Regions from separate parts of the Mus musculus genome. Here all the other regions are linked to region 4. A link is a contact called in public promoter capture Hi-C data. All regions are on one chromosome and are shown on one strand. Each heading gives the region's core, a stretch centred on a gene start, on an enhancer-like site or on the middle of the called end of the contact. The rest is flanking DNA. Distances are from core to core; before and after follow the strand shown. Region 1 holds the start of Ppp2r1b (protein phosphatase 2, regulatory subunit A, beta). Region 2 holds the start of Rexo2 (RNA exonuclease 2). Region 3 has its middle 12 kb from the start of Sdhd. Region 4 holds the start of Ttc12 (tetratricopeptide repeat domain 12).

What was found. Promoter capture Hi-C pulls out the DNA fragments that hold promoters and counts their contacts.
Region 1: a contact with region 4 is called in a promoter capture Hi-C map of liver, with 6 times the contacts expected there. The contact joins the promoter of Ppp2r1b here to the promoter of Ttc12 in region 4. A contact is called at or near these places in 2 of 39 promoter capture datasets (liver and pre-B cells).
Region 2: a contact with region 4 is called in a promoter capture Hi-C map of liver, with 2.3 times the contacts expected there. The contact joins the promoter of Rexo2 here to the promoter of Ttc12 in region 4. A contact is called at or near these places in 5 of 39 promoter capture datasets (the C10 cell line, embryonic stem cells, hippocampal neurons and 2 more).
Region 3: a contact with region 4 is called in a promoter capture Hi-C map of liver, with 3 times the contacts expected there. The contact joins the enhancer-like site here to the promoter of Ttc12 in region 4. A contact is called at or near these places in 12 of 39 promoter capture datasets (the 3T3-L1 cell line, the C10 cell line, HPC-7-derived erythroid cells and 6 more), 1 of 484 Hi-C or Micro-C datasets (embryonic stem cells), 5 of 115 datasets of contacts at active chromatin or transcription factors (differentiating embryonic stem cells, embryonic forebrain, embryonic stem cells and 2 more) and 2 of 9 other capture datasets (adipose tissue and embryonic stem cells).

What each region holds. Positions count from the first base shown.
Region 1 is chr9:50,852,695-50,859,843 of GRCm38.p6, reverse strand. Ppp2r1b (protein phosphatase 2, regulatory subunit A, beta) reads right to left here and starts at 2,920. Exons shown (of 15, transcript NM_028614.3): 1 at 2,746-2,920; 2 at 1,918-2,008; 3 at 893-993. The coding sequence starts at 2,859.
Region 2 is chr9:48,475,098-48,482,132 of GRCm38.p6, reverse strand. It overlaps Rexo2 (RNA exonuclease 2), which reads left to right and starts at 1,522. Exons shown (of 7, transcript NM_024233.4): 1 at 1,522-1,726; 2 at 2,740-2,823; 3 at 6,936-7,013. The coding sequence starts at 1,580.
Region 3 is chr9:50,588,318-50,595,441 of GRCm38.p6, reverse strand. No RefSeq gene overlaps it. Among named protein-coding and RNA genes, the nearest start is that of Sdhd, 12 kb to the left of the region's middle. Within about 2 kb of position 2,276, at least 51 of the 459 cell types and tissues checked have an H3K27ac peak or open chromatin away from gene starts, as enhancers often do. A contact at or near this core is called in liver, where this site is marked.
Region 4 is chr9:49,481,243-49,488,004 of GRCm38.p6, reverse strand. Ttc12 (tetratricopeptide repeat domain 12) reads left to right here and starts at 1,780. Exons shown (of 22, transcript NM_172770.3): 1 at 1,780-1,859; 2 at 3,263-3,335. The coding sequence starts at 3,278.

The sequences.
Region 1 (7,149 bases), core at 1,671-4,170, 1.4 Mb before region 4:
GGGAGAGGATTTAAGGAGGCCTTCCTCTGCTGGGCTGTAGCTCGGTGAAGGAACACTCACCTAGCATGCAAAGGCCCAGGCTTCAACTTCTCTGACGTAATTTGACATCAAAGCTATCTTCTAGGCTGGCCTTGTATAGCTAGGTAGCTAGTGATATGACTCAAAAAGAGGCACGTTTTGAGGGAAAAATGACAACCCGTATCTAAATCTGTTGTGATTTCTACAAGTGTCCACTTACCTCTTCTCCATCTATGTCTGGAGTTCTACAGAACCATCAAGGTAGAGCTAGGAACCATGGGAGCCAGCATTGAATACACAGTGCTTAAACCCCTAAACAGACAGCCCTGCCTTGTCAGCTGGTCAGCTTCTAGTCATCCTTTAAGGTCTAGTTCATCTGCATAGTGATGCATACCTTTAATCTCAGCACTCTGGAGGCAGAGGCAGGAGGATCTCTATGAGTTCAAAGCTAGCCTGTTCTATATAGAACCAAGGCTACAAAACAAGACCTTGCCTCAAAAAATACAAACAATGCCAGGGCCAAGAAGCAGGAGTGGGGAGGAAGGGAGCAGGGGAGCAGGGTGGTTATAGGGAACTTTCGGGATAGCATTAGAAATGTATATAAAGAAAATATCTAATAAAAAAAATTACAAACAAAAGAAAAAGGGGAACCAAATCAAGTTCTTTCCCTCCGCATCTCTGAAATAATAAGTCTATAGAGGCAGAAACAAGCTTACATTCGGCTGGTAAGATCTAAGTCTTGTTAGTATTATTATTGTCATCTGCCCATAAGAAGTCTGCATAAAATGCTGCAATGTGCCTATCACCAGTTAATAAAGGCACTGTTGATCCTACAAAGTTCTAGAAGGAGCATAGACGATAGAAAAGTACTCACCAGCAGACAGTGGGCAAAGTCAGGACCGCCCACCAAACCAGTGAAATTTCCCAGCTGCTCGGCGAGAGCTAACAGCACCTCATCTTCATCATAAATAGTATCTGAAAACAACAACAGCTGGTTACCACAGGGGCAAGGGCCACTGCGCTGGCTCTCACAGAGCGGTTGCAACTAGAATCCTAAAAGCATTTTCATCCCTCTCTAAATCACAAGTCTTTTTTTGTCAGTTTTTTTATTAGATATTTTCTTTATATACATTTCAAATTTCAAATGCTATCCCGAAAGTTCCCTATACCCCCCACCCCCGCCCTGCTCCCCTACCCACCCACTCCCACTTCTTGGCCCTGGCGTTCCCCTGTACTGGGGCATATAAAGTTTGCAAGATCAAGGGGCCTCTCTTCCCAGTGATGGCCGACTAGGCCATCTTCTGCTACATATGCAGCTAGAGACACGAGCTCCGGGGGTACTGGTTAGTTCATATTGTTGTTCCACCTATAGGGCTGCAGACCCCTTCAGCTCCTTGGGTGCTTTCTCTAGCTCCTATATTGGAGCTATATTGGAGCTGTGTTCCATCTTATAGATGACTACCACAAGTCTTCCTGAATGTTTCACACAATTATTAAGAAACTCACATCCTGGAGCTGGAGAGATGGCTCAGTGGTTAAGGGCACTGGCTGCTCTTCCAGAGAAGCAGCGTTCAATGCCCAGCACCCACATGGCAACTTAACAACTGCCTATAACTCCAGTTCCAGGGGATCTGTCACTTTCACATGCAGGCAAAACACCAATGCATATAAAATAAATCATTTACAAAGAAATCCATATTTCACATCAATCACCTTCCCACTAGCTACACGGTTTATGTTTGAGTATGTCTGACTATATGTAGCATTTCTATACACCTTGCAGAAGGCAAGGCTCAGTCTAGTACTTATCGCTACTCTAGGTAACAAACTAAGAAAATTAAATAAAAATAGTTTAAAAGCCAATAGAAATGGAGCGTGTATCTTTCAAGGGACACAAACCTGTAAGGAAAGGCAGCAGTTCCGTTCGAGTCCTTTCTACCCCGAGTGCTAGAGCTATAGTTGATAACTTCTTAATACTGTTGAGACGGAGCTTTAAAAACAAAGTGGGAGGGAGAACAAAGCAAAGAGATGATTGCAATTCTGGTCAAAGAAGCAAATAGGTGAGATACTGGGACACAGTATAATGATGAATGAGCCTTTCACTTAGATCTTAATCCTAGGAAAACTCAAGGACCGTTTAACACGTCATTAGCCAGAAGCTATCTTAGGGAGAACACTGAAGGGCCGGGGAAGAAACGAATGAATGAAAACACGCGGACAATGAGAGGGTCTGAAAAGAGAGAACTCTGGATGGAGAGAAGTGGGTGAAAGAAACGGTTAAGCACAACTCCTCCCTTTTCAGGGAAAAGTTCTATCACAACTGATGCACCACTCATCTGGGTTAATCAGCCGCCGCGCTCTTTCCACCCAACCAGCCCAGCTAGTTTGCCCGGGGACGGACACTCCGCATCACTTCAAAGGGAACGGGGGCCGGGGGCCGCTCCTCCGCTCCCGGCGGCCCCGCAGCCCGCCTGCGCTGGTCCACCCGAGGTGCGAACCGGTTCCCCGCCCACTGCCGGGAGCAGATGGACGCCACCACCCCAGAGGGTCGGAGGAGGGCAGCGGAGCTGAGACGGACCACCGCGCACCCGCCGCCCCACGCCTCCGTCCCGGGGCTGAATACGACTCTGCCACCCCGGGGGTCGCCCCCAGGGCTGAGCCGGCCTTTCCGCTTCCCTACCATGTGCGCTTCCGCCCTCGCCTCGGCTCCCCAGCCCAGCCTAGTACCTGCACGTCCTCATTGCGGAGCTCGTCGATTAAAACCGCGATCGGGTAGAGCGAATCGTCTCCATCTCCACCCGCTGCCCCCGGACCGGACCCTGGCCCTGCTGCGCCCGCCATGTTCTTCCTCCTCTGGCTGGTCGCCGCCGAAGGCCCCGTGCCCAGACCACGCCCCGCGCTCAGGCCACGCCCCGCGCTCAGGCCACGCCCCACACACAAACAGGCGGGGCTAAATCCAATCAGCCGGCTCCGAGGAACTGATGGAATCAAGTTTTTTCCCTGCGCGTGGAGGCTCCGGCCTGACCCCCATTGCTGGAACTGGAGGTCTGAACTCCAGAAGAAGGGCGGGCCGAAAAAACCAATGGAACCCCTGCATCCTTTCCCCAGCCGAAAGAAACAAGGGCAGGGATTCATCGTCTCCTTGCTGTGCTCTGAAGGAGACGGGCCTTAATGATGGATGCCGAGCCTCAAGTAGAACTCAGAGACAGGCCAGGAGGAAGAAGCTTTAACACCTCCCCCTCCACCCCAACCTCCACCCCCACCCCCAGGCTTCATGCTGGCCCTGAGCCACTGGGTCTTGGTCTTAATTTCCCCTTGGGCGACAAGCCTCTACACGCGCGCGCGCGCGCACACACACACACACACACACACACACACACACACACACACCTTCCTCTGGCCTGTTTGCCAAAATCGTGGCTGGCTCCTGCTCCTTAAGACAAATAATGAGGGCGGTGAGAGAAAATGAACAGTGCTGTCCAAACTCCCCAGTCAATATTTTTTCCACGCAAGCTGTTCAAAACATGCTGCTCTCTTGTTTTTGTGTTTCTTTTCAGTGTGGTACTGGAATGGCGCCTTCTGTTGTATTGTCTTCTCTTTTTTTTTCCTTCTTTACCAAGAAGCACAACAACCTAACATAACTGGGCCCAGTTTTACTCACCCCAGTTCGGTGCGGGTGTAAACTGGCCTCCCTAGACCTCCAGGAGTCCCCCTAAAGGACTCCAGGAGGAGGTGGGCCTGGGCCTTTTTACACAGAACTTAATGGAAAATGTTCCACTTGCCCTATGGAATGGCACAAAGTAACTATCTCTCCTTTCGACTTAGATATAAGCAACTTAGATTGGTAGCTCTGTCACAAGTTCTCAGATGACACTATTTTGTGCCTTAAGGAAATTGTCATTAATAAATGCAACTTAGGAGGTAAGTTTTTTTTTTTTTCTTTTTAAAGCATGGGATGCCTACTAGGAGATAGCCTTTCATAGTCAAAGCTTGAGAACCAACAGACTTCAGTTTGCGGTTTTTGTTTTTTCAACTTCTGTCCACGAATGAATGCTTGAAGACTCTCGTTTTATTTTGATAATTTTTAGATTCACTTACTTAAGGCATGGTCTGGACTGCTGGGGTGGCTATCTTTTTTAATTACAAAAACTGTGTATATGTGTGGTATGTACACACATGAGCCACTGAACAAGTGTAGTCAGAGGACAGCTTGCGGAGTGGGTTATCTACTTCTACCAAGTGGGTTCCAGTAACTGAACTCTGGTTGTCAGGTTTGGTGACACATGCCTTTATCCACTGAGCCATCTAGCTGGCCCCCAGGGACTACCTGAATCAGCCCTGCACAGGATTTCAGCACCCGTATTTGCGTGAGTTTCAGCACAGCTTTCATTGTTCTGGGCTCCTAAGAAATGAACAGAGGTGGAAGCTAAATGAAAAATATGTTTTTATGCACAAAATGGAAGACAGAGGGTACCATGCAATTACAGTCTCAATGGCTCTAAACAAGGTAAAAAAAAAAAAAAAAAAAAAAAGGGGGAGAAACTGGAGGCATGAGCAGAGCAAAGCCTAGAGAAGCTGAGCTTGGGCCAGCAAGCCCAGACTCCCAAAGCGTGGCTTGGCTTTAGTGTCAGACACATTTGTCATACTAAATTACAAAAATATCAACATTATTGATTTTAATAATATTGGCCTTGTGGCTTCATGTATATTTAACTTGTAAATCTGGTTTTGTAGCTGTATAAAGACTAGTTTTAAGAGAACATAATGTTGGTTTATATTTGAAAATTTAAGTAACATTTAATAATTTGACTGAGTTCTCGGGATTTTTTTTTTTTTTTGTCTTTAAAAATGGATCCAGCCATGTTTAAGGGTTCATGCCTTTAACCCCAGCACGAGGAAGACAGAGAGGCAGGTGGGGGCTTTGTGAACTTGAAACCCGCCTGCTCTACATAGTGAGCTCCAGGTCACCCAAGGCTACAGACCTTGGAGTAAGACCCTGTCCCCCAACTCCCCAAAAAAGTACACCCAGGTGCATGCTCACAGTCTCAGTGCTTAGGAGACAGTGGCAAGAGAGCACAGACAGCTCTAGGCTGGCCAGGGTTCACAGAGAGACCCTGATGGGTCCAGCCAGGCACGGGATGCTCCAGCCTGTGATCCTGTCTGTACATGTCCAGCATGCTGCAGACACTACTCCGTCCCCCTCTAGGCCCTTATCTAAAATGTGTTCCAAAGTGATAGAAGCAAGCAAGCACAGAGAGGAGAGGACTAGTCAGTCCCACACTGTGACAGGCTCATAAACTTGACACACCGGCACTAAGGTAGTCTGCTTCAGAGTCAGCTGTAACCTGCTCGCCCAAGCACGATGAGCGGAGGCCTAGGGAATGACTATGATCAAACGTGAAATCACAAACCGTGGAAACAAGGGCCTAGAAATTGCCTGGTTTGAGAGTCACAGAGGCCAGACTTCAATTCCCAGCTGTCTCTGATTCATTGTGACCTACCTCCTCCCCACGCCTCAACTCTCCACCCCCTCACCCCTGTAAAACGGAGCTAAGCACCTGGTTCCTACTCCAGTGACTGTGAAGCTATGAGAACAGAACAGGTAATAAAGCAGAGATGCTAATAAACCCTTCCGCAAACAATGAAACTGGGCCACAGCAGGGAGAAAGGGGCCCAGTCCAGAGGCAGACACTGGGGAAATCTGACCTACTGACCTTCGACTGAGGGTCACAAATGTACATTCCTGGGCCCATGGATGTAGCTCAGCAACAGAGCATGTACGTCATATGCTCGAGGCTTTGGACTTAATCTACAGGATGAAAATGAAAAGTTAACTAGGGAGACGGTTCAGTGGGTGAGAAAGAGCAATGGCTACATAACATGGGGCTTGTTGTCTGCCAGCCCAGCTCTGGGTTGAGTGAAAGATGCTGTCTTCTTTTTTTTTTTTTTTTTTTTTTTTTGGTTTTTTTGAGACAGTGTGTAGTCCTGGCTGTCCTGGAACTCACTTTGTAGACCAGGCTGGCCTCAAACTCAGAAATCCGCCTGCCTCTGCCTCCCGAGTGCTGGGATCAAAGGCGTGCGCCACCACGCCCAGCGATGCTGGCTGTCTTAAGGGAATACATGGTAGAGAATGATGAAGCAAGACACCCTCACAGGTGCCCTACCACACACATGTGCTCTCTAAAAAGAAAAAAAATAATAACTTAATGCATCCCAGCACTAAGGAGACAGAAGCAGGTGGATTCTGTGAGCTCCAGACCAGCATGGGCTATACAGTAACACCCTGTGCAGTTCCTGGGCTCGACCTCAGACTTACTGAGTCAGAGTCCCTAATCCTGGAGTCAGACATCTTCCAGGACTCTCCAGAGACTTTAATGTGACAGATGTTTGAAACTAATTAAAAGGTTTATCTGGAAAGACAATTACCAGGTCAAGCAACAAGCACCGGCTCAGAAAAGAACTAAACTCTTCAGAGTCCACCTCTGTCCAGGAAAAGCAAGTACTAACGCTAACTGCTAATCAATAAGCAATTCTTTCCTACTGGCTATGGGCTTTGCCTGATTAAGAAGTTAATTCCTGGCAGCCTGCCATGCGCTACCAACACAGCCTGTGGCGTTGAACTGCTTCCATACCCCCATCTCCTCTCCAAGGCTGCTCAGCTTCCTCTCCACATCCCACACACACTACAAAAAAACTGATGACCAGGGAGCCCAGGGGCAGCAGCTGAGTCTATACCGAGGACCGAAGGTAGCCCCCGGAAACGAGACGGTCTCAGTACGAAAGCAGAGCTCCACACCCACACGGCCCTTCACTCAGCCGGTGTGAAGTGAAGGACGGCAAGATTAGACTTGCCCAGTTCCTGTACAATAACACAGCAAGAATATGAATTCACAGGCTGGAGGAAGCCGCAGCCTTCACAGCTCTCTCTCCGTCACACAGCAAAGGACCAAGCCTAGGGAACTCTGAATGACATCATCATCTTCAGTGGGCCCTTTGCCTCTTCCACAGACAGAGGTCTACAAACAGGCACAATGGCAAATGCCAGTCCCACCCACAGTCACTGGCTAGGGCAGAGCGAGACCTGTGGGTTACAGCGCCCCTAGACTTGTGTTTCACTAACAGCACCAACAA
Region 2 (7,035 bases), core at 273-2,772, 1.0 Mb after region 4:
GTGTACGTGTGTGTATGTGTGTTTACTGGTGCCCACTAAGGTTTGAAGAGGGCAACACAATCCCTCGGAGCTGAAGTTCAATCCCCTGCAAGAGCAGCAAGTACTCTTACTTAACCTTTGAGCCATCTCTCCAGCCTAAGGATGTTATCCTTTCAAAATGTAAAGAAGTAATACTGAGAATAAGCCCAGCGGATTCAAATTCCTATATAGCCAGGTGTGGTGTTGCACACTTTTAATCCTAGTACTTGGGAGGCAGAATTCCAGGCCAGCTTGGGTTCTGTAGTGTGTCTCTTTGTCTTAAAAAAAAAGTTTCAATGCTACAATAGAGTTCTCCTTCCTATGAGTAGGGCCACAAATGATTACAAACTTAACAGTATGTTCTACTAGGTAATGCCGTTATAATATACATACCCATTCTGCAGTAAAATTGAACATGTAATTTGACACCCGTTTCCATGATTTTTTCCGTTTCTCTGGCCAAGCTTGGCAGGTCACCGGTGGAGTAGCTGAAATCCACTTGTAGGTTGCAGCATCCTTAAAGCTTTGATTAGGCAACAATGTTTGTCTCACAAAACCAGCTCACCGGGTAGGAATAACTATGCCACCAACCACAAGCTCTGTAATTACTGGCAACACAGCTTTCAGAAAAAGACACAGAGTATGTGATTCAAGACTGAGCACGTTTGTGACAAAATTGCCCTTTGCAGAGGCGTTTGCTACTGAGCTAAAATATAAGATCTCCGCAGAGGCCCCTTCGAGCGTAGGTGATGAAAACCGTATCTATTGTGGGAGATTAAGGACCCGTCTATTAAAACCAGAGCGATCGGCAAAGGCAGAGCGCAGGACAGAGCAGGCAGAGCTATTCCAACTCTCTTTAGTGGGCTGCAAAAGGTAGAATAGTATACGATCTAACAACCGAAACACAGCCTACACGTCCTGGCATCCTAGAAAACGAGACAAGGCTTCTGCCAATAATGGGAAAGGAACATTTATGGAACACCTGATATGTGCGAAGTCATCTTTCAGAAAAGAGACCATTTAAGGACTCCTAAACGGTGATGGCGGAATTGGCCTTGTAGCTCAAAAGAGCACGTCACTCGGATTCCAAGTAAATAAGAAATATACTCAATACGCGGAAGGGAGGGGCAGGTAAAAAAAAAAAAAAAAAGAAAAACTGAGGGAGGTAGCAGTAAGGAAAAGGTAGATTTAAAACAATTCTTAAACATATAACCATATTTTTCAAAGTAAAGCCTCTTCAACTTCGCAGCTTAGAACTAATAAAAACTCAGGAATGATATCTCCTGGAAACAGACAAACTTTAGCGGTGAAATACTAGCAAGTCCCTTAACATCCGAAAACACGTGGCGGGGGAGGGGAGCAGGAGGCTGGACCAAGGACTCCTACTCCCATCAGCCCTTTCGGCAGCCGAGAGTAGCTGTGGAGGGCGAGCCGACGCCTCGCATGCCGGGGCTTGTAGTCTTCTCCCGGCACCTCCCCGTGGGTTTGCGACGTTTAGCGACTGTGGCGCCTGCGCGCGCTGGGCCGGCGGGGCTGGGGCCGTGGCGGCTCGTGCCGGGTGATGCTAGGCGTATCCCTGGGCGCCAGGCTGTTGCGGGGCGTGGGTGGCAGGCGCGGGCAGTTCGGGGCGCGAGGTGTCAGCGAAGGTAGCGCAGCCATGGCGGCAGGGGAGAGCATGGCTCAGCGAATGGTCTGGGTGGACCTGGAGGTGAGAGTGCGGCCGGGGCGAGGAGGGTGCGGGGAGGCGAGCGCAGATTCGCGCGTGGGACCGAGGGACTCCCCTGTCCCGGGAAGCAGCAGGGATCTGGGTGTCAGGTGCGACAGGTGAGCACGGCCCCAGGAGCCCCGAGTCAAGAGTTTTTGCGGGGTCTGGGACTGTCCCTGGACTGTGGGGTTTCTTTCCATCTGGGTGGAGCCGTCCATGTGTCTCCCCTCTCCCTAGCCTCGACCTCCACCCAGAAGTGAATTTGTGTTACGCGTTAGTGACTCTGAGGATCGTGGGTGAGAGTTGGGGCAGCGACTCTGAGCCCTGCTCCGTCCCCACCTCCTAGCCTTAAAAGACTAGGTTGCTTAAGCTAGGACTCAGGAGATGACTCAGCCTTACCCCTCATTCCATAAAAGAGAAAATTGAGGCCCCATTGGAAGATTCAGGTTACCCATTTTAGTTTTAACGCATTCATACCTAGGCCTCTCTTGAACTCCAGTTTTCTGCTTACGAACTGAGTTCATTTGTTAACTTTTTTTGTTGTTGTTGTTGTTGGGAAAACTTCGGAAACCATTGTAAACCTCCGAGAGGTAACGTTCGTGAGCTCACTTTTCTGTAGTCAAGTTTTCATCCTGCTTATTTTGAGTCTGTTCCCAGGACAAATGTGTTTGACAGTAGCTGGCCCGCCCGCAGGAAGTGCCTTTAGCAGTCTCTGAGCACTCAGAACTTAATACCCTGAGTACTGCCCAGACCATTACTGGTCATAGAATGTGAGCTGGGTCCACACAAAGGAATCTCTGTCAAGTAAACTTGGGCAGCACGCCTTTAATCCTAGCACTTGGGAGGCAGAGGCAGGTGGATTTCTGAGTTCGAGGCCAGCCTGGTCTACAGAGTGAGTTCCAGGACAGCCAGGGCTACACAGAGAAACCCTGTCTCAAAAAAATAAAACAAAAACAAAACAAAACAAAAGGTGGTTTCATGTGTTTGTTATATGCTTGTTTATTTATGTTTTACAGATGACAGGATTGGATATTGAGAAGGATCAGATTATTGAGATGGCCTGCCTGATAACTGACTCTGATCTTAACATTTTGGCTGAAGTAGGTGATGCCGTGTAAATACATTCATACCACTTAAAGGGCATTGGGGATCTAAAGGTGCCTTCATCTGATCTCACTGAAAAACGTAGCAGATTGAGGTCTGTGTAGATTAAGGCCCAGTGCTATATTACTAGGACAATGTAATATAATATGTTAGAGTTGGTATTGGAACCAACATAATCCACTTCATAACCGGATTAAGTTTTCAGTTGAAATTGACAGAACTCCCCCTCCCCCAAGGCTACAACAGTTCTGCAGGGTTTACACGTGTATTCTTAGTCCTCATGATGATAAGATAGGCTCTGTTAATGATGTTCATTGTCCACCGGAAGATATTGGGTTACAAGAGATTTGGGGGACTTGCTCAAGAGCATTTGGCTAGGTATTGGGGAAGCTGGTTAAACTACTCTCTAAACACAGGCAGTCTCAAGTGTTCCCACCAGTATCCAGCCAGCTGGGTCCTCATCAAGCTTGGTGTCCCCCGACAGAGTTTCCCATCTCTATGTCCTACCTTCGGCTTTAATTCCATATATAGTCCCCCTTATACCACTCCATCAGGGGTTGGTTCCAGGATTCCTCTGTAGATACCTAAATCTCATTCCCCTGTATCCTGGAAGGAGATGCAGTATTTCTCATGTACTTTGAATCACCTCTAGATTGCCTGGTGTCATTCTTGTGCTCCCAATAGAATACCTGATACGACGTTGGTGCGTGTAAGTAGTGTTTAAAGTAGTGTTTACACCATGTTGGTTAGGGAATGTTAAGGAAAAAAAAAGTATCCGTATGCGTTCCTTACAGACCAATGACGTTTCCGTCTGAACTGGGTGACTCCTCCCAGATGACACCCATTGTCCCAGGTGGCCGTTGCCTTCTCAGCTAGACTGTGTGGTTCTTGCACCTCTGTGTTAGGGTTTTAGAACATCTATAGACACACTTTTAGAATGTGTGCTCACGGTGATTTTTATCACTCTGTTAAATGCTGCCTTTAACTGAAACCTTTAGCAGAACAAATAGAATAGACCTGTTGGCACTTGCGTTTAAGCACCCGTGAAGCGTTTTAAAAGATGAAATCCCTGACCTTGATACCATCCTCAATATTCGAAGTCATTAAAGAACAAAATAGGCCAGGCTTAGTGGCAGGAGTCTTTAATCCCAGCACTTGGGAGGCAGTGGCAGGTGGATCTCTGTGAGTCTGAGACCAGCGAGGTCTATATGACTAGTTCCTGGGCACTCAGGGCTACCTAGTGGGGGTGGAGAGATGGCTCAGCAGTTCAAGCATGTACTACTCATTCATGAAGACAAGAGTCTGTGTCCTAATACCCAGGTCTCACGAGCCCCTGAATCTCCACCTCTAAAGGACCTGACCGGACCAGACACATGCATACGCATAGAAATCAAATGAAACAACAAAACCTGTAGACATGGAGCACGTATGCCCGCGGAAAGAAGAGTCTAGTTAATAAATTAGGTTTTCAGAGCGCAGGCTCAGTGGACACTGGAGCCACAGCCATTTCCCGTTTACAGTTAGGACGTCTTTTTATTCCCTGGGTAAGCAAAAGGACTTTTCATTCCCTGGAGAAAGCATTTTTTAGCTGGGCACGATGTCACACACTTTTCATCTCAGCAGTTCAGAAGGCAGAAGCAGGGTGGTCAATGTGAGTTTGAGTCTAGGCTGGTTGACAGAGTAAGTTCCAGGTCATCTTGGGCTATACAGTGAGACTCTGTCTCAAAACAACAACAGCAAAACCTAAACAAAAAAACAAACAAGCATTTAGAGGTGAATTCCTGTCTTGTAGTGGCAACAAGGCTTATCATCTCGTTGAGAACCATGAGACTATTATATTTCTTACAACAGTTTCCTGTATAAATCAAGTCCCGAGCTTTCTTTCGCTTTGGACACTTGTTTTTCTGACTTGGGATATTTTTGGTGATGAATGGTCAAGTGTCTTTATTTTGTCATCCCTGCTCACTCTTGGCTAAAGAAGTGTTTTTCTTTTAGACTGTGGATGACCTGAAATGTGGTCTAATGGATCAGTTGGTTGATATGTACTCGGGGAACTTTGGTGTGTGTCCGTACAGTTGCTCATGAATAGGGTGTTTGTTCAAAGGCTTAAGTCAGATGAGGATAAGGGTATTAAGAAAAATACTTAAGGGATGTCAGTTGCATGGGGAGTATGTTTTATTTTCATGGAAGAGTCTGAGGAAAGTGTTGTTTGCTGATAGAAGCATCCTGTTTTGCAAACTTCATTTGGAGTCTTAGTTTGCCAAAGGGCAGTTTAGAAAAGGTCAGGTGATTTATAGTATGGATTTCTGTTCTTCAATTTTTTTTTTTGACATAGCTTTTATTTCTCCACCAAGATTGTTGACATCTGTTTTTGTATTTGGCTACAATTCAGTTTTAGACAAGTGGCCTATTTTAGTACAGTTCTAGACTAGCTGTAGAGTTTACTCTATAGTGGCTCAGCAGGAAAGGCAAAGGCTCTTGCTGCCAAGCCTGACAACTTGAATTTGATCCTTAGGAACCACGTGGTGGAAGGAGAGGACCAGCTCTCAAAAGTTGTTTTCTGGCCTGCGCGCGCACAAACACACACACACACACACACACACACACACACACACACACACACATGCACAGAGGAATATGTTACACTTACATTCTTGCATATAAGTAAGTAAGATCAATACATTTTAGAAAAAGAATATAAAATGTGTTGGTTATATAAACTTGCATTCATTTCAGTGATTGGACTGTGAGTTTACCACCTTACCAGTGTGTTTATCACCTTACTCCTTGCATTCTGTTAGGGCATGATAAAGAAAGTTAGACTTTCTTGTGACCCTTGCTTTTTAAAGTGAAACAAAAATCATTTGCTAAATTCCACGTGTTAGGCTCTGTAACAGACTCACAATTTCATCACCCGGGCCAGAGGGCTGGCCAGCAGGCTCGGTAGGCGGAAGCATTGCCTCTGACACTGATGACCTGAGATTAGTATCAGAACCTGCTTGGTAGATGGAAGAGGTGACTCTCACAGTTGTTCTCTTACTTCCACGCTCGTGTGTGTGTGTGTGTGTGTGTGTGTGTGTGTGTGTGAGAGAGAGAGAGAGAGAGAGAACACACAGATAAAATGTAAGGGCTAGAGAGATGGCTCAGTAGTTAAGGTAGTACACTGCTCTTACAGAGGACCAGAGTTCAGTTCCCAGCACCCATGTTGGGCAGCTCCTTGGCTGTCTCTAACTCCATCCATCTGTGCTCCGTGGCCTCCAAGGACACCAGCATACATGTACACAGGCAGACAAGAATACACATAACTAAAAATAAAAAGTTTTTTTTTTTTTAATTTAAAGAAATAAGTAAATTGAACTGAAAATTCAAGGACCATTTTTCTTTAGGTATTACTAGTTATTTCTGTAAAAACATTTCCTTTTAAAATATAAAACTACTGAAAATAACAGGGTAAGTGTATCCACAGTGCACATATAGCAGTCTGTTGTGTTTATTTGGTCCTCCTCCTCCACAGCCTTATCTTCTTCAGAGTGTTTGTATTTTCTTCGTGTTTCGTGTGCAAATATAAATGGGTATTAAAAACAACAAACATGTCTAGGTGATGGCGTCAGTCAGTACAATGCTTGCTGTGTAAGCAGAGAACCCCGACCGAGTTAGATCACACCGACATAAGAAGCCAGCCTGGCAGTGTGCATCTGCAACCTCAGTCCCAGGGAAGTGGAAATAGGTGACTCTTTGGGGGCTTGCTAGCCAGCGTAATTGGCAAGCCCTAGTTCCCAGGTGGACGGCTCCTGAGGAAGAACACCACAGAGGAAGGTTGTCCTCTGAGCTCACATGCATGTGTACAGAGGCCCCTCTCCCAGTACACTCATAAGTAAACACAAGTTGAAAGTAGGGTTATTTCTGTTGATTCTTCTGAGACAGGGTCTCACTTTGGAGCTCTGGCTGGCTTGGAACTTGCTATGTAGACCAGACTGGCCTCAAATTCAAAGAGATCCGTATTCGCCCCGACTCAGCCTCTCAAGTGCAGTGGTCGAAGGTGTGCAGCACCGTGCCGAGAGCGAGCTTCTGATGGTTCTTGATGACTAATGGCTCTCCCCACCCACAGGGTCCCAACCTGATTATCAAACAGCCGGACGAGTTGCTGGACAGCATGTCAGACTGGTGCAAGGAGCATCACGGGAAGGTAACATTACCAAATGCCAGGA
Region 3 (7,124 bases), core at 1,027-3,526, 1.1 Mb before region 4:
TGAACCACACTGTACATTTCACTCCCGGAGGATGGCCTGGGCGGCAAGGCCGGGAAGGGTTTCCATGAAAGGGCAACCATTTGTATCAGTATGTCAGGCGGCATGATCAGAGCTCACGGGCTTGGAAAAGGGGCCGGAGAGATGGCTCAGTGGGTAAAGACACCTGCTGCCAAGCCTGACAGGGATTCACGTGGTGGGAAGGTGACTCCCATTGTTCCCTGATCTCTACAGCTGTGCTGTGACACACATGAACCACACGCCACTAAAAGGAAAAGCTGATATAATAAAAAAGATACAGGAGGACGAGAGGGCTCGGCAGGTGAGGTTATTTAACTGCTGAGCATGACAGCCTGAATTTGAGCCTCGGGACCCACAGGGTGGAGGTGAAATGACCCACTGTTTACCCTACAAACTGCATAAGCACATGCAATGCAAACAATACATAATAAGTAACTAATTACAGACTACCAAGGCAGAGTTCAGGTGCTGTGGTGAAAGCCTGCCAGCTCCCTGTATGGGTTTTGTGTTGTTGTTTTTTTAAGTGCTGGCTTTCTGTGGCCAGATTCAAAGTGAGCCAGCGTTGGCCTTAAGAGTCAGTGTATAGGCTACACAGTTGGTAACCAATTGGAAGGTTAAACATGACCCAAAGGCAGGAGCTTCAAAGTGACCACAGGGCTAACAGCAAACTGGCGACAGCGAGTGTAAAGTGCAGAGCTCCAAGAAGTGCGGGCTGCAGTGCTTTAGAGACTCCTTCCCCACCACAGAGCTAAAGCGTGAGATGGATTAAATGGTGACAGTGCCATAGGCACTCCAGAGTTCCAGCCACAGAGTGACTGGCCCTCAACTGACTACACAGTGAGCCAAAAAAAGAATTCTTAAGCACTTACTTTTTGTTTGTTTGTTTGTTTGAGACAGGGTTTCTCTGTGTAGCCCTGGCTGTCCTGGAACTCACTCTGTAGACCAGGCTGGCCTCGAACTCAGAAATCCACCTGCCTCTGCCTCCTGAGTGCTGGGATTAAAGGCGTGCGCCACTTATCTTGTATGTGCTCAGATGCAGGGAGGAACACACTCCTGTGAAGGTCGGAAGGCACCCTGCAGGAGTCAGCTCTTTTCACCGTGTGAGTTTTGGGGACCCAACTCAGGTCAACAGGCTCAGAATCAAGCACCTCACCCGCTGAGCCATCTCCCTGTCCCGAAGCCAGATCTTTTTTTTTTTTCTTTAAGCTTTTAAAATTGAAAATAGATTCTTCTCTCATAGACTACATCCTAACCGCAGTTTCCCCTCCCTCCCCTTCTCCTAGCTCTCCTCTAGATCCAGTCCCCCTCCATTTTCTCCCTCCAAGGGAGGCTAGCCAGACGGACAAAACACGCTACAATAAGACAAAGCAAAAATCCTAGTGGAGGCTGGGACAAGGCATTCCAATAGAAGGAAAAGAGTCTCAAGAACAGGCAAAAGTGTCAGAGATACACCCGTTCCTACTGTTAAGAGGCTCACAAAAACACCAACCTAATAGCCATAATGTGTACACAGAGGATCTGATGCAGTTATTTCTTCTATGTGTGTATGCATGCACGTGTGTGCGTGCAGAAGTGTACACACACACACACACACACACACACACACACACACACACACACACACACACACACACACACACACTAAATGCAGTGCCCATGGAGACCAGAAGAGGGCACCAGATTATCTCTGGAACTGGGGCTGCAGAAGGTTGAGTCTGGAACCAACCTGGGTCCTCTGGTACAGGAGCAAGTGCTCTTAACCACTGGGCCATCCAGCCTCCCAAGTAGTATTAGGATGGATTTTCTCCTTGGTTGGCCTGAAAGGATGGGATATTGCTTTCATGCCAGAGGCACATTGTCACTCTGGGCTGCGGAGAAGGTAATAATTACAAGGAATAAAGGCCGAGGGCACCAATTCTCTTTTTGGTGTGTTCTTCAGAGTAGATACAGTCTAAGTATAGCTTGTACTTTTACTCTACTAAGTGTGGCTTTTCTACCTCCGCTTCTATTTCCTCGGACCTCTCTCTCTCTCTCTCTCTCCCTCTCTCTCTCTCTGTCTCTTTCTCTCTCCCTTTCTCTCTCTCACTCTCATGTCCTCGAGCTCCGTTCTGCTTTAAAATAGTTTTATCTATGAGAGAAGGAACTTGAGAGAGGTATCACTGTGAGCACCAGTCAGGATGCTAAAGAGGACATGCACAGAGGAGCCTGAGTCTTGGATGACGTCACTGCACTGCCACGCCATTGCCACACCTATCTGCATCTGCGGATGCCAGTCAGCGCTTCCGCTTCCGTGCAGTCTTGTGTAATAGAGCTGCTCTTCCAGAGTAGGTGATTGTAGGAGGTTCCCCAGTGGGTCTCACCATCCGTGGACCTGGTCCTTTTGTTTACACCTCTAGCTTGAATCTATTTTCTGTCATAAGTAATAGTGTGATCAATGGCCTTGGATCTGTGTCTTTGTCTAGTGGTGAACATGGTTTTTCTTCTTTGTGTTCAACCTCTGTATTTGTGGAACTCATTCAGATTTATCTTGTTGCTGTGTATCTGTGTTTAGGGGTTAGGAGGAATATGTTTGTGCCCATGTAGAGACCAGAGGAGGATGCTGGGTCTTTTTCTTGGCTGCTCTCCACCTTATTTTTTGAGGCAGGGTTTCTCACTGAATTTGACTTAGCATTTTGGCTAGGCTAGCTGCCCAGTGAGCTCATAGGATCGCTCCTGTCAGTGCAGTGGCTACTGGTATGCACTGCCCTCTCTAGCAGTTATATGGAGGCTGGGGATTTGAACTTGGGTCCTCTTACTGTACCAGTGAGTGGTCTTATCCACTGAGTCACATTTTTAGCCCCTAATTTTGCTTTTTGAAATTTCTGTTTTGAAACTGGTCTTGCTACACAGTCCAGGCTGGCTCTGAGCTCAGCTGTGTGGCCCAGCGTGACATCAGACTCCCTTCGGCCCACTCACCTCAGTCTCTTGCATGCAACTCCACCCTTTATTTTATGTTTTTTTTCTGTTTGTTAGAGTTCATGTCTTCAGATGTTGTGAATAAGGGACAGGATAGATTGGAGGGATGGCTCAGTGGTTAAGCGCACTTGCTGCTCTTGTGGACACTCTGGATTCAATCCCAAGCACACACATGACAGCTTATAACCCTCTATATCTCCAGTTCCAGGGGGAAACCAGACACTCTTTTGGTCTTTTTGGGGTGCTACACACACATGGTACACAGACATACTTGCTGACAAAACATCCATACGTATAACATGTTAAAAAACATTTCCAGCTCCTTTTCTGGTTTGACTGTTCTTCTAAAGAGATGGGTGTGAGCTGGGCAGTGTTGGCACACATCTTTAGTCCCAGCATTCAGGAAGCAGAGGCTGGCGGATCTCTGAGTTCATTGCCAACCTTGTCTACAGAGTGAGTTCCAGGACTGCCAGGACTACACAGAAAAACCCTGTCTTGCAAAAACCAAACAAACAGAAGAGAGGGAGAGATGGGTGTGACTGATGGTTTGCTACTTGAGCTTCGACTCACCTCTGTTGGTAGCCCTTGGTGCCGAGTCCCTCTCCCTCAGACTGACTGTCACTCCCACATAGAGTCTGCGCTGCTCTTTGCCCTCCGGGCTCTTACTGTAGAGTTTTGTGCGATTCACTTAAACTTTGTTTTTCCCCAGTCACTTAGGAGCTCAAAGAATTCAATAGGTCTGTGTTTAGGTCCTTTTGTTTCATCTAATAAATTTATTCAATAAAACTCTTGTGGCATTGCCATTGGTGGATAGCAATGCACCCGTGGATAGCCCTGTTCTAAGCCCATTGGAGGAGCCCCAGGTAAAACCAGTGTATCACAGAGCAAAAACAAAAGGGAGGAGACACAAAAGTGAGGTGGGAATGTGCTTTCTTCACTGTGCTGTGCACACATGCACACACACAGACACACACACGCATGTGCGCGCACACACACACACCATGAACACACACATGCATGCACACAACGTGCACAAACACTCACTTGAACACCCAAGCTCCCCTCCCCCCCACATACACACACCACGAATGCACATACACGCATGCTTGCACCACACTTGGGAGCCTCAGCAGGATGTGGCGACACATGCCTCAATCCTAGCAGTTGGGAGACAGACACAAGAAGAGTGAGTTTGAGACCAGCCTGAACTACATAGTGAGACCCTGTGTCAACAAAACCAAAACAAAAACATGAAGCAGAGGAGGAGGAAGCTTTTCTCTGGCTGTCACAGAATTTTAGCATCATTCAAAGTGAAAATGGGTTCTCATGGCATTAAGTGTTATACTGTGTTCCAGGAAATAAACATCTCAAATAGAGAAGTGAGTCAGAGCCCGAGAAGCTTATGAAAAAATGTTAGTCACAGGGAGAGCAGAGCTACCTAATGTGAACACAGCTTTCTTTTCAGGCCATTTCTGCTGACATTGGGGATCCCCACGCCTGTTGCTTAATTTGGCAGCTGCAGGCAATGAGCAGAGGACTCAGCAATTGTAGGGGCCAGGAGCTGCACCGTTCTGCTGGGAACTTTCCTCTTTGTGCTGAAAACCAATATGAATTACCGGGAGTGTTGTAATGGCTACTATAAGGGAAAAATTATAAAAGGACCCAGAAACACGGAAAAATTGCGGGGGATGGGGGGGTGAATTTAATTCTAATTTGGAGGAGACTTGGAATGAATTAGTTCTGTGCTCTTAAACAAAGGGACAGAGAGTTGTGACAGCGTTCTCTATAGTAGCAGAACTTACAAATGAATCCTCCCCTCTATATATGTATGGGATTTATTGAATGAATTACAGGCTGTGGTCTAATTAATCAAACTATGAACAGGAAGTCCAAGAATTCAGAAGTTTCTTAGTCCACAAGGCTGGATGTCTCTGCTGGTCTTCAGCACTCTGGAATCCCTTAGAAGTAGGCTCTAATGCCAGTGAAGGAATGGATTTGCTAGTAAGGCAAGGACGAACAGGCAAAGAGCGAAAGTGTCTTTCCATACCCTTCTATTGGCTTCCAGCAGAAGGTATGGCCCAGATTAAAGGTGGATCTTCCCACTGCAAGATCTGATTTAAAGACACCTATCTTCCTGCCCCAAGATCTGGATCAAAATTGTGTTTTCCTACCTCAAAGGTCTGGACTAGAAGTGGGTGTTCACCCACTCAAATCAAGCAATAAATCTCTCACAGGTGTACCCTCCATTTCTGAATTGTAGTTCATTTCCAGATGTAGCTAAGTTGACAACAAAGAATGACCACTACACCGTCCATTTCTAAAGTTTAATTTATGCTGGGTGGACATGGTTGTACATGTCTGTGCCTGCAGGCTGAGGCAGGAGGATCTCCTGGCCTAGGTAATGAGTTCCAAGTCAGCCTGGGTTTTTAATGAGATGTTGGTTGTCTCAAAAAAAAAAAAAAAAAAAAAAAAGAAAGAAAGAAAGAAAGAAACCAACCAAACAAGAAAACAAAATGAAAATCAGAAGTTGGGGTTGTGGCTCAGTAGGTAAAATATTTGTCTTGCAAGTGTGAGACTGGAGTTTGGATCTGCAGAACCATGCAGCTACCTGTAATTCCAGCTTTAGAAGGATGTCTGGGAACTTCAGAACAGGTTGGTTAATAAGATGAGCCATACTGGCAAGCTCTGGGTTTGATTGAGGGAGCCTGCCTCAGTGAATAAGGGGGAAGAGCTTTGGAGGACGGTTCCTTTTTATTTTTTTTTAAACTTATTTATGGTTATATGTAAGTACACTGTAGCTGTCTTCAGACACACCAGAAGAAGGTGTCAGATCTCATTATGGGTGGTTTTGAGCCACCATGTGGTTGCTGGGATTTGAACTCAGTATCTTCAGAAGAGTAGTCAGTGCTCTTAACCACTGAGCCATCTCACCAGTCCCTCTGGAGGATGGTTCCTAATGTTGGCTTCAGGCCTCCACATACATGTGCACACATATGCATATGCAAACACACATAAGAACACCACACATAAACACAAAAAACGGAAAAAGGGAGGCATCATTTCTTTTTTGTAATTGTGAGGAGGATTAAACTTTACTTTCAAAATGGGGTGGGAGGTGCTCATGTTTCTTCAGGAATTCTTCTTTGTCCAGCAGCATAGGCCAGCATAGGCCAGTGGGATGTTCTATGAGTTGAGAAGAAGAAATCTGACGTTTGATGAGGATGTAGGCTTCAAGTTCAAGGGTCAGAATGTGAGCATTGGAAACACAAAGATTTTTTTTCTGATAAGCCAGGCATGGTGGTTCACACCTTCAATTCCAGCATCCAGGAGGCAGAAGTTGGCAGATCACTGTGAGTTCAAGGCTAGCCTGGTCTACATAAGCCAGGCATGGTGGTTCACACCTTCAATTCCAGCATCCAGGAGGCAGAAGTTGGCAGATCACTGTGAGTTCAAGGCCAGCCAAGTCTACATAGTGAAACCCTGACTCAAAAAAAAAAAAAAAAAAAAAAAAAAGCAAACAAACAAAAAACAAAAAAACCCAAGTCCTAATTATTTATAAGTGTAATTGAATGCCTGGAAAGGCGGAGGTTTAAGAGTACACTGCTTCTTGACTTAAGTCGAGGCTTTGAACCACCTCCAGCAGTTACTAGTTTAAGTAAGTCAGAGTGAGGATGGCAGATCATGCCTATAACCCTAGGATCTGGGAGACAGAGTCAAGAGAATCAGGAGTTCAAGGTTATCTTCAGTTGTGTAGAGAGTTTGAGGTCAGCCGAGAGAGAGAGAGAGAGAGAGAGAGAGAGAGAGAGAGAGAGAGAGAGAGGCAGAGACAGAGAGAGACAGAGACAGAGACAGAGACAGACAGAGAGAGAGAGATTGGAGCAAGAGTTCTTGAGTTCCTGACCTGACTTCCCTCCTGGATTGGGATCTGGAATTGTAAACAAGGGCCACCCCACCGTGTTGTTTTGTGGGAGTGAGAGCTGCATCACAGTAACTGAACGAAACTAGAACAACTTAGTAAACTTAGGCTGAGCCATGGACGGTCAGTAATGAAGACCTCTTAACTGAGGATTAGTTAACGATTCCTCTAAGAAGCATGAGCGTGTGGCTAAGATGTGTTTCATTATCTTATTTTTATTTGAGTGAATGGAGGG
Region 4 (6,762 bases), core at 531-3,030:
ACTGGAGTCTCGCGCAAGGGATTTAAGCTCCGTAAAGTAAACTCATCCTTGAAATACAGCTCACTAATGCTTTTGAAAGTCTCTGCACACGTAAACCACTGTGCTGGAGGGAGGACACACAGACATTGACCCTTAAAATCTAACAACAGTCATCCTGATCCGCATAGATTCGCCCACAGCACCCTTAGATTTTTGGCATAGCATCAAGTGAAGAACACGTGGTCAGAGTGGCTGAGCATGTTATGCCGAGGCAACAAAGCCACCCAAAATGTTGACCCCCTTATCAGCCGGGTCTACTGCTTACTCTTCTATGAATCAAAGGTAGACTGGGTTCTGTGAATGCTCACACAGGCCTCCATTGGCTAACTGCTGGGTGGGTGGGGGGGCATAGTCAATGAGTCACACTCGGGTTATTGAAGGTTCTTGTTCACAGTTGCTTATCTGTATACCACACTGGCCATATCAAGTTACCAGGGCACAAAAGTAAAATCTACATAGGCCTGGACAAAAGAGCATGAGACTCTTTGCTGCCAGGTGACTGACTTTCTGGGGTCACTTAGGACTTCTGACCAATCCGAGGTAAGTTTGGTGGCACACACCTGCCATCCCAGCACCCGAGACAATAGGATCACCTTGAGCTCGAGGACACCCTGGGCCACAAAGTGAATTTTGGGCTATGCAGGGCCACAGAAAGGTATAGCATCCAAAACACACACACACATACACACACACACACACACACACACACACACACACACACACAGACCAGCTAAAGAAGCAAAGTGAAACAAAACAAAACCCTAGTAATCTATCAAGTGTAAGATTTGTCCCCGCAAAGTGGCTTGTGACTGTACCACTGTAATCTTACTCTTCAGGACAGATGGCCCTTGGAAGCCTGATGCAAACTGTCAACTCTCTTATCCTTTCTCCATCCGGAATAGCATACTTGACAGTTTCTGTAGGCACATTTGCTCATCTAAGTCCACGTGCTAGAAACAAAAAGACAAAACAAAGGCAAACCTCTGGTCCTAAGGAATGGGAACTAGTCCTATAACACATGGGCTTATGGGACTGGGGAGGGCAGAGCTGCACTCCATAGCAACAGGAATGGAAGCCGTCAGACAGAAAGAGCTTCTGAAGACGCACCAGCCAGCCAGTCTGTGGCTACTGAGCATCACTATCCAAGGCAGTCCTGGGTGCAAGTGAGTCTGTCCCTTCTTCGGCCAGTAGTTCTGGAACTCCCATCGCCTCTTCTTACCTGGGTTCTTGCCTGGCCACTGGCTAGCCTCAGGCACTTTTTTGTAGATTCTGGTTTTGACTGATCTACATTACCCACATTTTAGAGCTCAGGACTCACCACTCTTCCATTCCCTGTGATGTGCTCTCTCTACCCTAAATCCTACTGTTGTTTGTATATCACTCACTTCTGTAGCTAGATAGGATCCAGCCCCCTTAACCATAGCTTTGTCGGAAAAGTGTCGTTTTTCCATTTCATTTACGAGAAAAATTGAGAATCAAAGAGACGGTACTGCCTTGGAGGCCATACATTGGTCATTAAAAACAAACCTGGACTCACACCGAAGTACGCTGGATGGAGCCTTTACATTATGGGACTAAAGATATGAAACCAACTGGGAGAACCCTCGCGGCTCCAGAGTGGAAGGGCTTTCACTGACGTTGCTTTAGCGACCAGCCGGCACCAACTTGCTTCTGGGTGGGACATCCCAGCTTCAAACGGGGCAGCGCGTTCTTTGGGTCACGAGAGGCCCCGCCCTCTCCAAGGCCCCGCCTCTCCCCAGCGAAAGCCAGTCACAGCCTGTCCTCAGCTTCCACTTCCCGTCCGATCCTGGGCACTAAAGGTCAGTCTAGCCGGGTGGCCGTGGGGAATCTATCTTGGAACTGTTCCTGGCCTGGGCTTAGAGTTGACAGAGGCCACTGACTCGGGCCCTGAGTTTGATCCAGTACCAGCTGCAGGCTGAGACCAACCCTGGAAGCACAGGGCCAGGACGCTGGGGAGCGGTTGCCTGGCAACAGTACAGCTGTCCCCGCCCTCCCTCCATGGAGTTGTGTAGTACCGAAGGGTGGGGCTCGGGTGTGGGTCCTCCACCCCACCGCCGCTCTGCTCCTTTCCAGGGAGCCTTGGCTCTGCGTTCCTGCTGACCCTTCTGGCTTGGGTGTACTGTTCCAGAAAGACTGGCTTTCTCCGTCCATGAAGCGCCTGGTTCAGGCCAGCCTGTAGCTCTGCACGAGTTAATTCCCTCCTCCACCCCCCACCTCACCCCCACCCCCACCCCCGATGTGAATCTCATTCCTAGGGAGTGTTAGCTGTTTGAGCCATATGCCAAGGCTGTTTTCTAGATAAAAGAAGCCTGACTAATCACGCATCCACGTTCAGGGTGCTACAGTCAGACCCGTGGTGTCCTCTGGGTTCGCATTATGATTTCCATAACGTAGACGGAGAAACTGGGACTCACGGGCTAATTGTGCATGTCAAAGTTTTAGTTCGCAGTTGTCTGACTGCACTACCAAGCCGCCTGTCTGCAAGCTGGAACCACAGTATAGTGTATTTAAAATATGCATACCTAGGGGGCGCTCCCAAACGAGCTGCGGCTCGCTGTGGGCCAAGGCTGGGGAAGTTTATCCTTCTGGTGATCTTTAGGTTGTGTGGATACGCCTTTGGGTACCTCCGAGGTTATCATGTAGTCTTCACATTCAAAATCAAGTGTAATAAAGCTAATGTACTTGGTAGAGTACTGAAAAGCAGACGCTGGTGCACTGTGGCACCTCCTCTTCATCCTCAGAAACAGGGCGGAGGCAACGGTTTTAATGGAGTGTGGACATGTTCATGAAGGTAGTCTTCTCCCTACTTATCCTGTGCTTTGCCTGGCCCAAGCTTCCGACTAGGCACACCTGTCATGGCCAAAGTTGGAAGACCACACTCGTCCCCCAGCCCTGGCAATAAGTCGGCTCCTCTCCCAGCTTCCTTTGCCATCAGGTCCCTAAATCACAGTGGTTGGTGGTTAGCTTTGGAGGAATTATTGTAGAGCATTTCCCCCCAGCAGAGGCAGGGCTGGCAGCTCTCCGGAAGTGTGGCCACAAATAATAACTGTCCCTTGGCCTTAAACAGCAGTCAGAGGGAAATGGCTCACCCTGCTGTTATTCACGACATTTACAAACACTTAGTCTTAGACAGATAATAAGCCCGATGGTTCTGTTTAGTGTTTTATATTATTAATTTCATAATTTATACTGCCTCCCTTAGAGATTTGTGTCTGCGATGGCTGATGATCAAGAGAGAGACTTGCAGAGATTTCTGGAAAATGTGGATGAAATAAGTAAGTCGCATTAAGTCACAGGCTGAGTTCTGCCTTGGAGCGGTGAAGTGGGTGAAGAAAAACGAAGTTAGCTCCCTGGCTTGTTTGACAGGTTTATGACTCTCAAGGAAAAAAAATGTAATTGAAATTAAACAGAAGGCTATTGAGGTCTCAGTTACAGCCTTGGGGCAGTATTTTCTGGCTGTTAATTGGTATCATAGAAGTTATCATGGTCTAACTGAAGTTCAGGCTGACGGCTCTCCTCCAAGCACCTTTCCTGGTTGCCAGTGAGTCTGTCTGTTCCCTTTGAGATCTATTGAGAGCCTACTTAGTCATCTGTGTTCCTCTTGTAGGCAGGGGACATGAGTCTGTGGCTTTCCCTTCAGATATGTCAGTTACGTGAATGGCTTATGAGTTTCATCCTCTTTCTCAGCACCCCCTGACCCAAGAACACCCTTCCCAAGTTCAAAGAGGTAGAACTTAAGAGAATGTCCATTGAGCCATGCAGCACATTGAAGAGACTCCAAACCAGTCTATCCCTGTCCCAGCTTTAGGGAGCTTGTTTGTAGCTAAAAAGAGTGCATGTGCACACGCACACACACCTTATTTAGCAAGTAGGAATATGTTAAATTGGCAGGCTGTATGGGTGAAAGAGAAACAAAACAGATTTAGAAATAAGGTAACCTCCTGGGGATAAGTAATTGGGTATCCAGTTGTGCCCGCACCAGCCTTCCCTGAGCTCCTTCCTGAATGCTTTTGTGGCCTTGGTACACTGCTATCTTCATGTGAACCCACCTGCCTGCTGGCCTCTATATTGCCTCCCTGCCTTTCTTTCAGAGTCTCGGGCTCTATGGTCAATTGCCAAGGCTACCACCATGCTTCCATCCTAATGTGTCCGGAATTGAGTCATCCCCTCTCACTTTTTCTCCTCTCCCCTTCCTAAACCAAACTCCTCTCTCTGCTGTCTCCTGGTCTCAGCTGGTGGCACTGCCACCCACAAATCTCCAAGTCAGTGGGACTCCTCCCACCTTTCCATCTGTGTCCAATCAGCCTTCAGCTTTGGCTCCCCTCACCCCACCGCCCTGTCCGGCTTCTCTGAGGCGCCCTCTGTTCTGGTTCCTCTCTGCAGACTCTCTTAACAACTTGTAATCGTTGTTTCTGCCGCCAGGCCCACACTCCCCACAGAGTAATGTATCTAAAATGCAGATCTGGCCAGACACTTCTCTGCTTGTGTTCTTCTTAGTCACAATGACTCAGGAGCTCTCATCGGACTAAGTCCTCACGTGACCTTCTCCCCGAGCCCCCTCATCTCTCCACATCTCATGCGTGAGCAGCAACAAGCGGCTTGCAGTTTACTTTTGTCTTGGTTAGGGTTTTACTGCAGTGAACCGACACCATGACCAAGGTAACTCTTATAAGGACAACACTTAATTGAGGTTAACTTACAGGTTCAGAGGCTCTGTCCATTATCTTGAAGGTGGGGAGCGTGGCAGAGCCCAGGCAGGCATGGTGCAGGAGGAGCTGAGAGTTCTACATCTTGTTCCGAAGGCAAGCAGGAAAAGCCTGGCTTACTGGCAGCTAGGATGAGGGTCTTACAGCCCACACCCACAGTGACACACCTACTCCTACAAGGCCACACCTACTTCAACAAGGCTAGCCCTAGTAGTGTCACTCCTTGGGCTAAGCTGAGTTCAGTGTTGAAAACAGATATTAAAAAATTAATTTCAAGGTGATATGTGGAAGGAAGAGAGAGTTGAAAAAGTGCAGAAGAACCTAACCCAGTTTAGGTAGTTGTATTAGTCTCATGAGACTATCACAAAATACCAGAAGCTAGATGAATTAAAATTAAAAATGTATTTTATCACTGCTCTTGAAAATAGACTGTAAGAACAAAGAGGTGGGGTTCGAGGATTAGCCTAGGGTCCCTGACCAGCAAGCCCCAGGGATCCACCTGTGCCTGCTTTCTCTGCACCAGGATTGCAGATGTACTGCCACATGCAGCTTTTTACAGGGGTGTTGGGGATCAAACTCGGATGCTCAGATTCGTGTGCTGGCAAGCATTTTACCACGAAAGTTTTCTCCCCAGCTTCTTCTGTATACCTTTCTTTGGGGAATTTTTTTTTTCTTTTCCAGTGAGTAGGGATCTTCATGTACCTAAATCTCCCTTTACCACTCAGGGAAAGCAGAGAGGTGGTCAGACCCAAGTCAGAGCTTACGAGGAAACGTACCTCTCCTGATCAGTCACTGTCCCAGGTTGAGACCCAGGGAACGGAGCAGTGGGACCTGCATATGCACAGGTCCACTCACACTGCAGCATCTCCCTTTTCTCCATCAGAGCCTTCTCCCAGCCATGGAAGTCCAGGCAGTTTCTGAGTCTGGTCCTGGCTATGGAAATGGCTGTCTGGGGGGGGGGGCAGTTTCAGAGTTGATGATGATATTCTTGAGGTCTTTGACTATGGTGCTGACTCCTAAAGTTATCTCTGATGCAGACTATGGCTCAGTGTGGCTCTTCATTAAGACCACTCTGTGTATTACACACACACACACACACACACACACACACACACACACACACACACACAGTATTTATTTTACATCCTGACCACAGTTTCCTCTACCTCTTCTCCTTCCAGTCCCTCCCCTCCACCTCCCCTCTCCACCACCACCACATCCACTCCTACTCTGTTTCTCTTCAGAAAATGGCTGGCCTCAAAGGATATCAACCAGCCACAGCAAATCAAGCTGCACTAAGACTAGGCACCTCCTCTTCTATGAAGGCTGGACAAGGCAACCCAGTAAGGGGAAAGAGTCCCCAAAGCAGGCAGCATAGTTAGAGATAGCTCCTGCTCCCACTGTTAGGAGTCCCACAAGAAGACCAAGCTACACAAATGTAACATATGCGCAGAGGGCCTAGATCAGGTTCATGCAGGCTCCCTGGTTGTTGGTTCAGTCTCTTTGAGCCCCCATGGGTCCAGGTTAGTTGATTCTGTGGGTTTTCTTGTGGTGTCCTTAATCTCTCTGGCTCCTACAATTCTTCCCCACCCCCCTCTTCTGCAGGATTCCCTGGGCTCTGCCTAATGTTTGGCTATGGGTTTCTCCATCTGTTTCCATCAAATGCTTGATGAAGCCTCTCTGATGACAATTGAACTAGACACCAATCTATTAGTATAGCAGAATATTACTAGGACCCATTTCATTGACTTTTTCCTATTCACGTTTAGTTCTATCACAGATCTAGCTATGAAACCTCTAGGCAGTGTCAGGGGCAGGTTCCCTTTCATGGCAAAAGTCTCAAGCTGGACCAGTCATTGTTTGACCACTCCCCAAATTTCTGCTCCACTATTATCCCAGCATGTCTTGTAGGCAGGACAAATTGTAGGTTGAAGGTTTTGTGGTTGTTTTGGTGTCCTGATCCCTCCACTGTAAGCCTCGCCTGGTTACAGGAGGT